Linked DNA regions of Mus musculus: region 2 is linked to region 1. A link is a contact called in public promoter capture Hi-C data. All regions are on one chromosome and are shown on one strand. The core of a region is the stretch at or near the end of the contact, and the rest is flanking DNA. Distances in the headings are between cores, read along the strand shown.

Region 1 (6,185 bases), core at 686-3,185:
GCAAGCCTTCTGTTGGAAGCTCCCAGTGGACTAATGGGAAAAGAGTTTATAAAATACCAAGTGAGCTAGAAATAAAGAACACAGCAGGGGCTATGAAGCAAACCCCAAACTACTTAACTGAGGTAGGACAGGGTGCTCATCTGAGCAGCTGAGATGCAGAGGCAACAGGTGTAGTCTGATAAACAATTACAGTCAGGCCATCGGTGGAGGTACAAGCCCATATATAGTCTCAGCATAAGTTTCAGGCTACTCAAAGCTATATACTGTTTTCCAGGATAGCCCAGGCAGTATAATGAGACTTTATTTCATTAAAAAAAAAGGGGGGGGGAGGAGGAAGAGGAGAAGATAGCAAAAACCTGAAGGACTAAGCTTTAGACAATAAGTTGGGGAGCCATTAAGCACTAAACTCAGAAACATTTCTAAGTACTCTTCAGTGCCGTTCAGCCAGATAAAAGGTGTACCTATGGCCACATTATTCTATTTAAACCATTTAAAAACATTTATGACAACTAATTAGAGATTTAGTGCAAATAGCAGTTTGCTGTACAAATCTCTGGTATATACATGTGGGCAAGCTTCAATATAGCAAGTCCAATCTCACAATGAATCCCCACATTTTCTCTGAACACCTTGCAAACTCAGAATTCAAAGACCTTATCGGTTTTGAAAAAGACCACCATCACAATAGTGATTAATGTATGGACAATCATACTAGATCACGGTGGACAGGCATCCCATTAAAGGTTCACGAGAGTGAAGGTAGTGTCATAGTTTACTGAACAGTAAGTAGAGTTTTTCAGAAGAAGTCGTTTAAAGTAGTTTTTCTTCAACTGCCTAATAACTGGCATGGAAATTACACTGATTACGTCCTATGGGCCTTCGTTTCCCATTTGGTACCAGGAAGTATTAGCATTTCCATTAAGAAGTCTTTATAAGAGCTGGGCAGTGGTGGCGCATGCCTTTAATCCCAGCACTTGGGAGGCAGAGGCAGGTGGATTTCCGAGTTTGAGGCCAGCCTGGTCTACAGAGTGAGTTCCAGGACAGCCAGGGCTACACAGAGAAGCCCTGTCTTGAAAAACCAAAACCAAACCAAACCAAAAAACAAAAAGTCTTTATAAGTTCTCCAAATATAATAAAAAAAGCCTCCAACTAGAGTAACAGCCTCGGCTTTTCTTTCGTTTAACAAATTCCAGTCACTGTGAACAAAACCTACCTACTCCTCCCAAAATAACGTCCCTCGGGGGTTTCCTCTCAGTCACTTCGCGCCCTGTCCCCCAAATCCCTGGTCTCTTCTACCCCGCCCACCCAACTGCCCGCACCGCCAGCCAGCACGGTACCTTCATGTTAGCCCGGAGGCCCAGCCTTTTGGCTAAATTTTGCAGGTCGCTGTACTTAAAGGAGTCCAGCTCCTCTGCAGAGGGGACGGTCATCGCGTTCTGCAATCTCGGTGATTCCCAGAAAAACAGCCACACAACTCAAAACAGAGCGGCTCAAAACTGGCGCCACCCAAGACGTTGACAAGCCGACTTATATATGGAGTTTAAATTAAGACTGCTGTAAGTTCATTGGTTGAACTGCCTCGAGGGTGGGGTTTCCGATGCGGGCCAGTAGCGTGATTGGCTGAAGACCGCTATTCCGCAAACTATACCAATATGCTGGCGCTGAGCGTATTGAGAGCGTGTCTTTCAGGAACATTGTCCAATGAAGACGCAGGGAGACAGGTGGGCGGGACTTGGAGCGTGCGAGAAAGAGGCGCGCGCTTCAAAGAAATATGGCGACTCTCTCGCGCCGCAGTCTTCGCTTCTTGGAGACCCAGTCACGTCGTGACTCTTGTGATACACCTTTTTCTCTTACCTCCTCCATGGAGTGGGACACTCAGGTGGTGGAAGGGTTCTCCCCTCTCGGGTCCTCCGAGTCTAAGGTGAAGGCGTCACCTGTCGACCTGCGGCTGCCTGCGTGGTTGGAGCCGGAGAGATGTGCCGTGTTTCATTGCGCGCGGTGCTACGCGGTGCTCGGCGACACCCTGCACCTCGCCTGGGACCTGTCGCGGTCCCTCGGCGCCCTGGCCTTCTCCAGTGAGTGAGGCGAGGGTAGTTTGTGAGGAAGATAGACCAGAGGCAGATGAGGAATGGGGGACAGTACTGCCCAGGGGAGGGAGGGGTTTGTTTTGTTTTCCCGAGTTGGGCTTCAAACCCAGGCCGTCGCCTGAGCTAACCCAGCGCCCTTGGCTGAGCCCCACCCATTTTGTTAAGTTTTATGGGCAGATGAATCTGCTGGCAGGTATTTCTTCTCAAAACCGTTTTGTCTTCCAGAAGTCACAAACAACGTCGTTTTGTTAGAGCCCTTTTTGGTTGGCATAGAAGGTTTTCTCAAGTCCAGGTACGTGTGGAGAATTCCTGAGGTGGCGCTCTCTATATATTTCCCGATTTAATGACAGTGAAGAGTATGTAACTGTTGTAAACAAGAAAGAAACTTTGTCTTGTGACATGTTTACGCTCTCCATAGAGTATGTTTGAGTTGTAAACTCTTTACCGGTTTGAATCATATAAACATGGCATTGGTGAAAGTTAAAGTTGGATGTAGGTTTTAAGGTCTGTGAGAGAACTAGGACTATTAGTTATTAGTTATTAGTTATTAGTTATAATTTCTCAGGGTTGGTAGCAAATACCTTTACCCACCGAGTCATTTCACTGGCCCTGAAGTGACATTTTTGATATAGTTACAAATTATTTTACTTTTGATATTGGTAATAAAGGTCTTTCCTTGAATTTACAATTCTGCCTCTGCCTGCAAGTGCTGGGATCACAAGCATGGGAACCTGCACCCAACCTCTTTTTTTTGTTTTTTTTGTTTTTGAGACAGGGTTTCTCTGTATAGTCCTGGCTGTCTTGGCACTCACTTTGTAGACCAGGCTGGACTTGAACTCAGAAATCTGCCTGCCTCTGCCTCCCAAGTGCTGGGATTAAAGGCATGCGCCACCACCGCCTGGCCAACCTCTTTTTTAAAAAGCCTGATTAAAAGTTTTAATTATAAGCCTGGCGGTGGTAGCACATACTTTTAATCCCAGGACTAGGGAGGCAGAGGCAGGAGGATCTCTGTGAATGCAGGGACAGCCTGGTCTACAGAGCTAGTTCCAGGACAGCTAAGGCTACACAAAGAAATCCTGTCTGAAAAACCAAACAAACAAAAATTTAATTACAGATTTGGAGATGTGCTATAGCTCAGAAGTACAATGTTTGCCTATATCAAGAAAAATGCATGCAAGAATAGAGTTAGATTTCTGTTCCAAGTTATAATCTAAAAACAGTTTTATCACATTTATTTGTTTGTTTATTTATTTATTGTGTGTAGTCACATACCGAGATGCACACATGAAGGTGAGACTATACCTTTGAGGGGTTCAGGCCCAGGATCACACTTGGGTTGCCAAGCTTGGCTGCAGGCACCATTCCCTGCTAAGCTATGAATCTAGGCCTGACTTCCTCACTGTGTTCCTCTGCTTGTGTGCATTCTGACTGAGGTAAATGGTCACGTTTACTAGTAACCTTGTGGTCTTGAAATACCTTTTTTACTGTCTTTGAACTCAGTAATTGATTATTAGTTTATATTGTATGTGGCACAACACTTACTGTAAATTATTTCAAAAAGTCTTTATGGATTACAATCTATTGGTACTTAAAGCATTGGCCAGGCATGGTGGTGACTTTAATCCCAGCACTCAAGAAAATGAGTGAGAGTAGAGAAAAATCTTTATTCTACTCCACTGCCTGATATTATGTCCTGTTGTCTTCCAGACTGACAGACTATTATAATGAATACAAGTTAAAATTTAATTGACATTGTTCTATATAAGGAAATGGTGAAACAATTGTATTTGTTTATATATTAGAACTGCCTTAAGTCCTTCAGTGTTCATGATCCAGTGTCCCAGCAAGCTACATGATGCTACCTCTAAGGAAGTAAAAAAAAAAAAACCAAACATCTTTTTTTTTTTTTTTAAAGATTTATTTATTTATTTATTATATGTAAGTACACTGTAGCTGTCTTCCGACAGTCCAGAAGAGGAAGCCAGATCTCGTTACGGGTGGTTGTGAGCCACCATGTGGTTGCTGGGATTTGAACTCCGGACCTTCGGAAGAGCAGTCGGGTGCTCTTACCCGCTGAGCCATCTCACCAGCCCCAAAACCCAAACATCTTAAGGACAGTAGTAAATTTCTTTATGAGGTAGGGAGCCATGAACTACACAAGTGGTCAGAGGCAGTACCAAACTTAGTTTTGAGGGGTTTTTGTTTTGAAGGTTTTTTGTTGGGTTTTTTTTTTGTTTGTTTTTTGGTTTTTTTTGTCATAAATTATGTTCTTTGTTTTTGTTTCTTTGAAACAAGAGTCTTCTATGGCCCACTTGAGAGCCAGTGAACTTGATGAAGTCTATCCAGGTGCTTCAAATGACTTCCTCCTGCCAGTGCTTCTGAGTGTTAGTGCCACTGTAGATCCTACCACTAGACCTGATGAGGGCAGTTATTGTTATATTTATTCTAGCTTTTCATTATTTTATATTCTGCTTCTTTCCTTTCCCACCAGCACATACAACCTTTTATTCTGTAATTCCTGTGGGACTCCTGTTGGTTTCCATTTATATTCTACCCATGCTGCTATGGCTGCCTTGAGAGGCCATTTCTGCCTTTCTAGTGATAAAATGCTGTGGTGAGTAGAGACATTACTTATTAAATAAGGTTTTTAAAAGATTCTAGGAAAGTCCAGGTGTTTATAACCAAAGAAGATGCAAAAGGCTAGGCACTACTTTATACACACACACACACACACACACACACACACACACACACACACACACACACATATATACACATACATACACATACATACATACATACATACATATATATCTGCAATAAGGACAAAACATAATCTTAAAATAAATATTGTGATTACTTTAGATGGCTTATTATACTGTGTCTTAATATGGACTAATTTAAGAGTGTTCTTTCACTAAGGAAAATTCTGGAAGGTATGCTTTTGAAAATAGTGTCATCATAGATAACTCAGAGGCATATATATATATATATATATATATATATATATATATGTATGTGTGTGTGTGTGTGTGTGTATATATATATACATATATATATTCCAATTAAGCCAATCAGATTTTCTGCTCCAGGAGTTTGAAATGAGGCCTGTGTTGGTTACTCGGCTCATGGCGAGACAAAATACCTAACAAAAGCTAGCTAGTGCTCAGGATGCTTTCTCTCAAAAAAATTTTTTTTGTTTGTTTGTTTTGCTGGTTTTTTTTTTTTTTCAAGACAGGGTTTCTCTGTGTAATAGCCCTGGTTGCTTGGACTTGCTTTTTAGACCAGGCTGGCCTTGAACTCACAGAGACCTGCCTGTTTCTGGAGTGCTAGGACTAACGGTGTGTGCCACTGCCCCTGTTCTATCTATCCTCCTGACCCCTCTCTGTCTCTGTGGGATTTTCCTATGTTCAGTTCCTGTCAACTGGCTGCTTGTTGCACCTCTTGACCCAAGGTTACTTTATTCAATCTTTCTTACAATAAACAGCTCTCAGATTAAAAGTGTGTGCTAGGGCTGAGCCACACCACAGGTTTTTCCAGTATACAGTTTCTGTGTTCACAGTGTGATCTAATATCCTGAAACAATCTTCTTTTTTTTTTTAATTGTTTTATTATTTTTTTAATTTATTTTTTAATTAGGTATTTTCTTCATTTACATTTCAAATGCTATCCCAAAAGTCCCCCAGACCCTCCCCACCCCCACTCTACCCACCCACTCCCACTTCTTGGCCCTGGCATTCCCCCATACTGAGGCATATAAAGTTTGCAAGACCAAGGGGCCTCTCTTCCCAATGATGGCCGAATAGGCCATCTTCTGCTACATATGCAGCTGGGGTGGGGCGGGTTGTTACTGGTTAGTTCATATTGTTGTTCCACCTATAGGGTTTCCGACCCCTTTAGCTCCTTGGGTACTTTCTCTAGCTCCTCCATTGGGGGCTGAAACAATCTTCTAACTAAACATTTAACTTAAGTTATTTTATTACAAGAAACTGAAAGATCAGAGAAATGGCTGACAAGTTAAGATTACTTAGCCAGACATGGTGGCGCATACCTTTAATCCTAGTACTCGACCAGCCTGGTCTACGGGTGAGTTCCAGA
Region 2 (6,619 bases), core at 3,097-5,596, 2.4 Mb before region 1:
ATACACACACACACACAAAGCAAACATTTCTTCCTGCTACCTCTGCATATCAGGATAGTAAGAAAAAGTCTAAGTAAATACTAAGTAAAAATAAGATGTACACTCCTTACTTCCCCCAAAAAAAAAAAGTATGTCTGCCTACCTGTGGATATGCATGTGCGTGTGACAGCAGGTCTACAAGGACAGAGATACCAGATGCCTGGAGCTAAAGCCACAGACAGCTGTGATGTAAATGCTAGGAATCTGACTCTGGTCCTCTTGAAGAGAACACTGCTCTTAGGCCATCTCTCTAGCCACTAGGTTTTACCTTTATACTGGGAAAAAGTCTGTCCTCCTCCATGAATATTAAGAGGTCTATAGCTTATGTCCATTTTTGTCACTGCAAGACAGCTACTGAACAACCAGAAAGGTAAAATACTAAAAAGGACCGTCAACTAGAGTGAGTAACTAAGATAGACACTGTAAGTGGCATTAAACTGGTAATTTATAAAGATCAAGCACTTGACCCCACATTAAAAGAACACTTCCGCCGGGCGTGGTGGCGCACGCCTTTAATCCCAGCACTCGGGAGGCAGAGGCAGGCAGATTTCTGAGTTCGAGGCCAGCCTGGTCTACAAAGTGAGTTCCAGGACAGCCAGGGCTATACAGAGAAACTCTTGTCTCGAAAAAAAAAAAAAAAAAAAAAAAAAAAAACACTTCCTACAGTTTTGCCATAGAACTCTTGCTCTACCGGCCAAGTTGGTCTTAACCTCTTGAACTCAGGGGACTCTTCCGACTTCCTCACTTCCTGAACTACACTTGCCATTCACCAATCTTGTTTTTTTAATTCACATACTGAATTGTTTAAGAACTACGATTATTTGACTTCATGAAAACAAATAAGTCTTGCATACTACCACAAAATGATTAAATGCTAAAACACCAAAATTCAATAGTTTGTAATATAACTCACTGCTATGCAAGGTGACAAATTTCAATTCTAACAAACTTCTGAATGGGCAAATTTGTTTGATAACCATGATCTTCCAATAAAAACACAAAATTCATAGTAAATAGACACTAGAAGAAATATGATCCTTCTGGCCTTAGGAAATGATAAAGTGTGGCATAAAATAAACCTCAGATATTAGATTTTAGCAGTCAAAATATTTCCATTAGGATAAAAGAAGGAAGACATCAATGAAAATTAGTATTTCCTGAATATCTACCAAGTGCTAGGAAGCCCTGCTAATGCTCATTTAAAACACAAAGTAGGAGCTGGGCGGTGGTGGCATGCCTTTAATCCCAGCACCTGAGAGGCAGAGGCAGGTGGATTTCTGAGTTCGAGGCCAGCCTAGTCTACAAAGTGAGTTCCAGGACAGCCAGGGCTACACAGAGAAACCCTGTCTCAAAAAAAAAAAAAACCACAAAGTAGGGCTGGCAGGATAGCTCAGTGGGTGAGATCAATCACTGACTACTCTTCCAAAGGTTCTGAGTTCAAATCCCAGCAACCACATGGTGGCTCACAACTACCTGTAATGAGATCTAACGCCCTCTTCTAGTGTATCAGAAGACAGCTACAGTGTACTTATTTATAATAATAAATCTTTGGGCCAGAGCAAGCAGGGACTCTCACTCTTACTCTGAGGCGAGTAAGGTCCTACAAAAAATTCAATCCCCAATAACCACATGAAGGCTCACAACCATCTGCACAGCTACAGTGTGCTTATGTACATAAAATAAATAAACAAATCTTAAAAAAAAAAGTGATTCTGATGTTGGTGTACTCTTTTAATCCCAGCACTCACGAGGCAGAGCCAGGCAGACTTCTGTGAAGTTCAAAGCCAGCCTGGTTGACACAGTGAGACCCAGTCTCTAAACAAAACATGCAAAAAACAACAAAAAAAGTATGTAATGCAAGTCTCATTACAATTACTTACATATTGAGAAAGAGTAACTAGAAAATGCCAAGGTAACATAATCCAGTTTGTTTCTAAAACCCAGGAGTCAAAAACTATTTTTATATACTGTATCATGAGACAGAAATAAAGCAAAATTTTAACACTACAACAGGATGGACAAAATCAGCTTCCAATCTGCAACATCAACTTCAAACATTATGTATGAGACTGGTTATGTCAGCCGGTGCACTCCCTTAATCCCAGCACTCGGGAGGCAGAGGCAGGCGGATTTCTGAGTTTGAGGCCAGCCTGGTCTACAGAGTGAGTTCCAGGACAGCCAGGGCTACACAGAAAAACCCTGTCTTGAAAAATACCAAAAAAAAAGACTGGTTATGTATACGAAAGTAAGTCTGCACTGAAAGAGTGAGTGGATACGTGGATTTTACAAGTAACTCACCTCTAAGTCTCCCCAAAGTTAGCTCTTACACTTATCAACTTACAGTGGTTCTCACTGTGGGTCTCCAACAACCCTTTCAGAGCTCAGATATCCTGCATCAGATATTTACAATTCATAATAGCAGCAAAATTAGTTATAAAGTAGCAAAAAATAACTTTATGCTTGGGAGAGGTCACCACAACATGTTAAATACAAGCTAAAAGTTCACAGCACCAGGAAGGTCCACAACCACTGTTAAGTGATACGAATTATAAACATCAGGAATGACACCATTTACATTCCATAACCCCAGGTAGATACTACATGGCATCATTACTGAAAGCTTTAAACAACCTTTTGGCATTTATTCCCGCCTCCTTTACTTTCCCCCCACTGTCCCCTGTTTTGTTTTAAACTTACTCCCATCTCTTGACTTTTTTTTTTTCCCAAGACTTATTTATTATTACATATAAGTACACTGTAGGAGGGCATCAGATTTCATTACAGATGGGTGGCTAGTGGTTACTGGGATTTGAACTCAGGACCTTCAGAAGAGCAGTCAGTGCTCTTAATCGCTGAGCCATCTCTCCAGCCCAACTTTAACTTCTTTAACTTTATAAGATGTCCTAACTTCTACTTCCTAGGAAAAGTGAAAAGTCAAAACTGAAAATCTGCCGTGATAGGATAATATAAGGTCGGTAACAAACCATGCCCAAGTGTATACATACAATAGATAAAGAAAGCACGTAAGTAGCCAGTCAACAGCACTATTATTAACTTCATTATTAACTTCAATGTACACAAAGATCACTTCATTCCTCAAATTCAGGCTGTCTGGTAAAGTAGACATACACTTCAGCAAAGTTCAGAGTAAAAATGAAAAATCCAAACAGTATATCTAAAGCTGTAAGATGAGCCCGTGAGAGTTTTTAAGAACAATAAAGGTGAATAGGACTCGAATTTACAATACAAAAAAAAAAAAAAACAAACAAACCACTGGCCCCTGGTCTACCACAACCACCAACTCTTTGGGGTTTTTTTCTAAGCCTGTCTGTCCCTGTGTAGATGAATAACTGTTAGCTCTGTTTTTCAGAGTTCACAGTTCTGTCCACTAACCCGATGGTTATCTCAGTGCTCTCAGTTCATCCTTCTTACCACAGGGTGGGGGAAGGGAGAGCTAAAAGTTGTTTTACTACTCCAATTCTAGTTTAGAAAATTCAATGTATTTTCTCCATCTAATCGCTCAAACGAGCTACCGGCCTTCACAATCATACCTAAGTTACTGACACATGGGAGAGCCGAACTAGGAAAAGCGGATCCACGACTTTCCATATGGGACAAACACTGAAACCGAGTTCCCGATCTGTTCGCCTAGTTTCGGTGAGAGGTTCTGGACTGCGAAGATAGCACGTGGGCCGACCGGACTGCTGCTGTCACTTCTCGTCTCCAGTTAGGTTCCAGGCCAGAGAGCCGACCCTCGGTGAAGGGCTGGGGCCCAGGCGGTCACCACCCTCCGCAGAGTCCGGCCGGACAAGCTGCCGCCTTGCTGCCCACATGGCCGTCCAGCCGAGGGAACCTCCGGGCCGAAGCTCACGCGGGACCCACGGCCCGCAGGCCCGGGCGGCGCCCCGGGGGCCCGATCTCCCCGCCCGCAGCCGGCGCCCACGGGCGTAGCCTGGCTCCCGGGCCCGAACCTACCTTCACGTCCTCGTCCTCGTCCTCGCCTTCCCAGCGGTCCCCGCCGGCCGTGCCGCCGCCCGCGACCTTCCGCACCGGGTCCTCCATAGAGAACGTGTCCGCGTCTACGGAAGAGAGCGAGTCGCGTTAGTACCCGCGTGGGAGCGGGGCCGCCACAGCCCGCATTTGGGCCGGAACTTCTGCTCACCCCAAGAGTCTGAGTCCCCCGCCGCCGCTGCCGCCGCCGCCGCCGCCGCCATCTCGAACCGGGGGTGAGCGTGTGCGATGGGAAGAGCTGCGAAGAGTTAGCGCGGCAGAGGTGAGTCACTGGGCTGGCTCTCGTTGGCCCGCGCAGGGCAGGCTGGGACAGTGGCTGACTGGGCGCCCGGCAGAGGCTCCGCCCCACGGGCGACGCGCGCGGCAGGGGCGGGGCGGGCGGGGTGGGGCGACGCTGGGCTGGGAGACGCGGACCAGCCTGGTCCCCCCAAGCCACACCCCTCACCCCCTCATCCCCCACCCCCCGCGAGAAGAGAAAGGAAGTGCGCACGCGTGAGTCGGGCGGTGCTCGGCTAGCGAGTGGGTCTTCTAGTGCTGGCTGATCGTGAGCCGGCAGCAGGCGAGCAGCGAGGAGGAAGTGGACAGGGCAGATATCCCGTGGCCTCCTAGCATTCGGGCACGGAGATGGAAGTATACTCCAAGTCTCCCTGGTTCTCCCTTCCGGTGATCACCCGAAGTCCTGCACGGTGATTGTTTTGGCGAAAACATTTCGGAGTTCCGTGGTCCGTCCCAGGCTTATTCTAGTTTGTCCTCAACACAGTAGCAAAATAGTTATGTAAACAGATTTCGACACAGTGCAGTGGCTGCAACAAAAAGAAGCATTATGAGGTTAGATGTTAAAAAGGTAGCATTAACGACGACGGAAGTTTCAGTTTTCTGCCCGCGGTAGGCACTGGTGAAGCTGGAGTTTGAGAAACCAAGTGACTTGTGCTCCGGTGCATTTCTGGTAGAGAGAAGGCTTGTGGTGCTCATCTGAGTGCATTCTAACAGGTAAACTGATAAAAAGAACCTAAAAGGAGCAAAATTCTCTCCCCCTTGGCACAGGGCTTCCCAGTAAGGACATTAAGAAGGAAGGAGCTAGTTTAGATATTGTCTGATTTTCCAATATATTCATTGTTTTTAAAGTTTTTTGTTTTGTTTTGCTTTGTTTTTAAGACAAGTTTCTCTCTGTAGCCTGGGCTGTCCTGGAACTCGCTCTGTGAACCAGGCTGGCTCCCAGGTGCTGGGATTAAAGGCATGAGCTTAGGTTTTAAGTCTTTAAAAAAAACAGACACACATCAGCCATTCTTAGTACTTTCCGTTTCTTGTGTATTTTTCGTCTACAAGTAAACATTTTATAAGGTGGTCTTTCAAGAAATGTTCTACCGCAATTTTTTTGTGTTTGTTTGTTTGTTTGTTTGTTTTCGAGACAGGATTTCTCTGTGTAGCCCTGGCTGTCCTGGAACTCACTCAGTAGACCAAGCTGGCCTCAAACTCAGAAATCAGCCTGCCTCTGCCTCCCGAGAGCTGGGATTAAAGGCGTGCGCCACCACGCTCAGCTGTTCGACAGCATTATTAAAATGAGAGATGACGCTCTATAAAAGAAAGCATCCGCCCAGCGTGGTGGCACACGTGGTGGCCAGCCTGGTCTACAGAGTGCCAGGACAGCCAGGGCTACACAGAGAAGTCCTGTCTCAAAAAACCAAAAAAAAAAAAAAAAAAAATCCATTTATGATTTTACAAAGTACCTAGTACATAAGTATAGGATAAAACCAAGAGCCTCTGCCTTCCTTGCATTACCACTGAGCTATGCGATTTCCAACTCGAATGAATTAATTCTGCAAGGATAACTCAAGCCCAAATTAAGCCAGTGACAATGGAGAGGAAGGAACCAGTCTGAAAACTATTTTAAGGTCAAAGGCAACAGAATGGCTAATTCTATTTATCAGCTTGACTAGACTGTGGTACCTATGTCCCCTAGCTTTTAGTCAAATACCAGTCTAATCGCTGTGAATGTTAGATGTGACTAATGTTTAAATCAATAAATTGAGTAAAGCATTGTAATACATGTTGATCCAGTCGTGAATCCAAATTAAGACAAGACCCTAGGAAGGAAGACTTATGCATCCAGGATCTGTCCCAACCTGTCTGAATAAATAGTAAATAACATTGCTTCCTTCCAGATAAAATATCTTTAATGACTTTGTTTTTAGAAAAACCTCAACTTTTTAGCCTGGGGATGTAACATAGTTGGCAGACTGTTTGCCCAACATGCACAAGGCCATAAATTCAATCCTTAGCACCATATAAATGATACATGCACACAATGTAACCCCACACACTCAGGAGGTGGAGGCAGGAGGATGGAAAAGGAAAGCCATACTCAACTCCATAGGAAGTCTGAGGGCAGCCTGGGTTATATGTGACCCTGTCCCCAAATGAAAGTTCAGCGTCTTTTCCTGGTCAATAAGACCTTGCATAGGCTGTCCTACTTCAGACATATGCTGGTCTCTTTTTCTTCATCTTTTTCTCCCTCTGCCATTTCTCCTACCCTCTGATTGCCCCACCCCCACCTCCCTTATTCCCTTCA

The links. Promoter capture Hi-C pulls out the DNA fragments that hold promoters and counts their contacts.
Region 2: a promoter capture Hi-C map of liver shows a contact between it and region 1, with 5 times the contacts expected there. The contact joins the promoter of Eif3j1 here to the promoter of Nusap1 in region 1. A contact is called at or near these places in 3 of 39 promoter capture datasets (liver and pre-B cells).

Annotation. Positions count from the first base shown.
Region 1 is chr2:119,614,048-119,620,232 of GRCm38.p6, reverse strand. It overlaps Nusap1 (nucleolar and spindle associated protein 1), which reads right to left and starts at 1,935. Exons shown (of 11, transcript NM_133851.3): 1 at 1,338-1,935. The coding sequence starts at 1,430. Oip5 (Opa interacting protein 5) reads left to right here and starts at 1,728. Exons shown (of 6, transcript NM_001042653.1): 1 at 1,728-2,075; 2 at 2,313-2,379; 3 at 4,579-4,701. The coding sequence starts at 1,772.
Region 2 is chr2:122,026,307-122,032,925 of GRCm38.p6, reverse strand. Eif3j1 (eukaryotic translation initiation factor 3, subunit J1) reads right to left here and starts at 4,346. Exons shown (of 8, transcript NM_144545.4): 1 at 4,202-4,346; 2 at 4,015-4,118. The coding sequence starts at 4,253.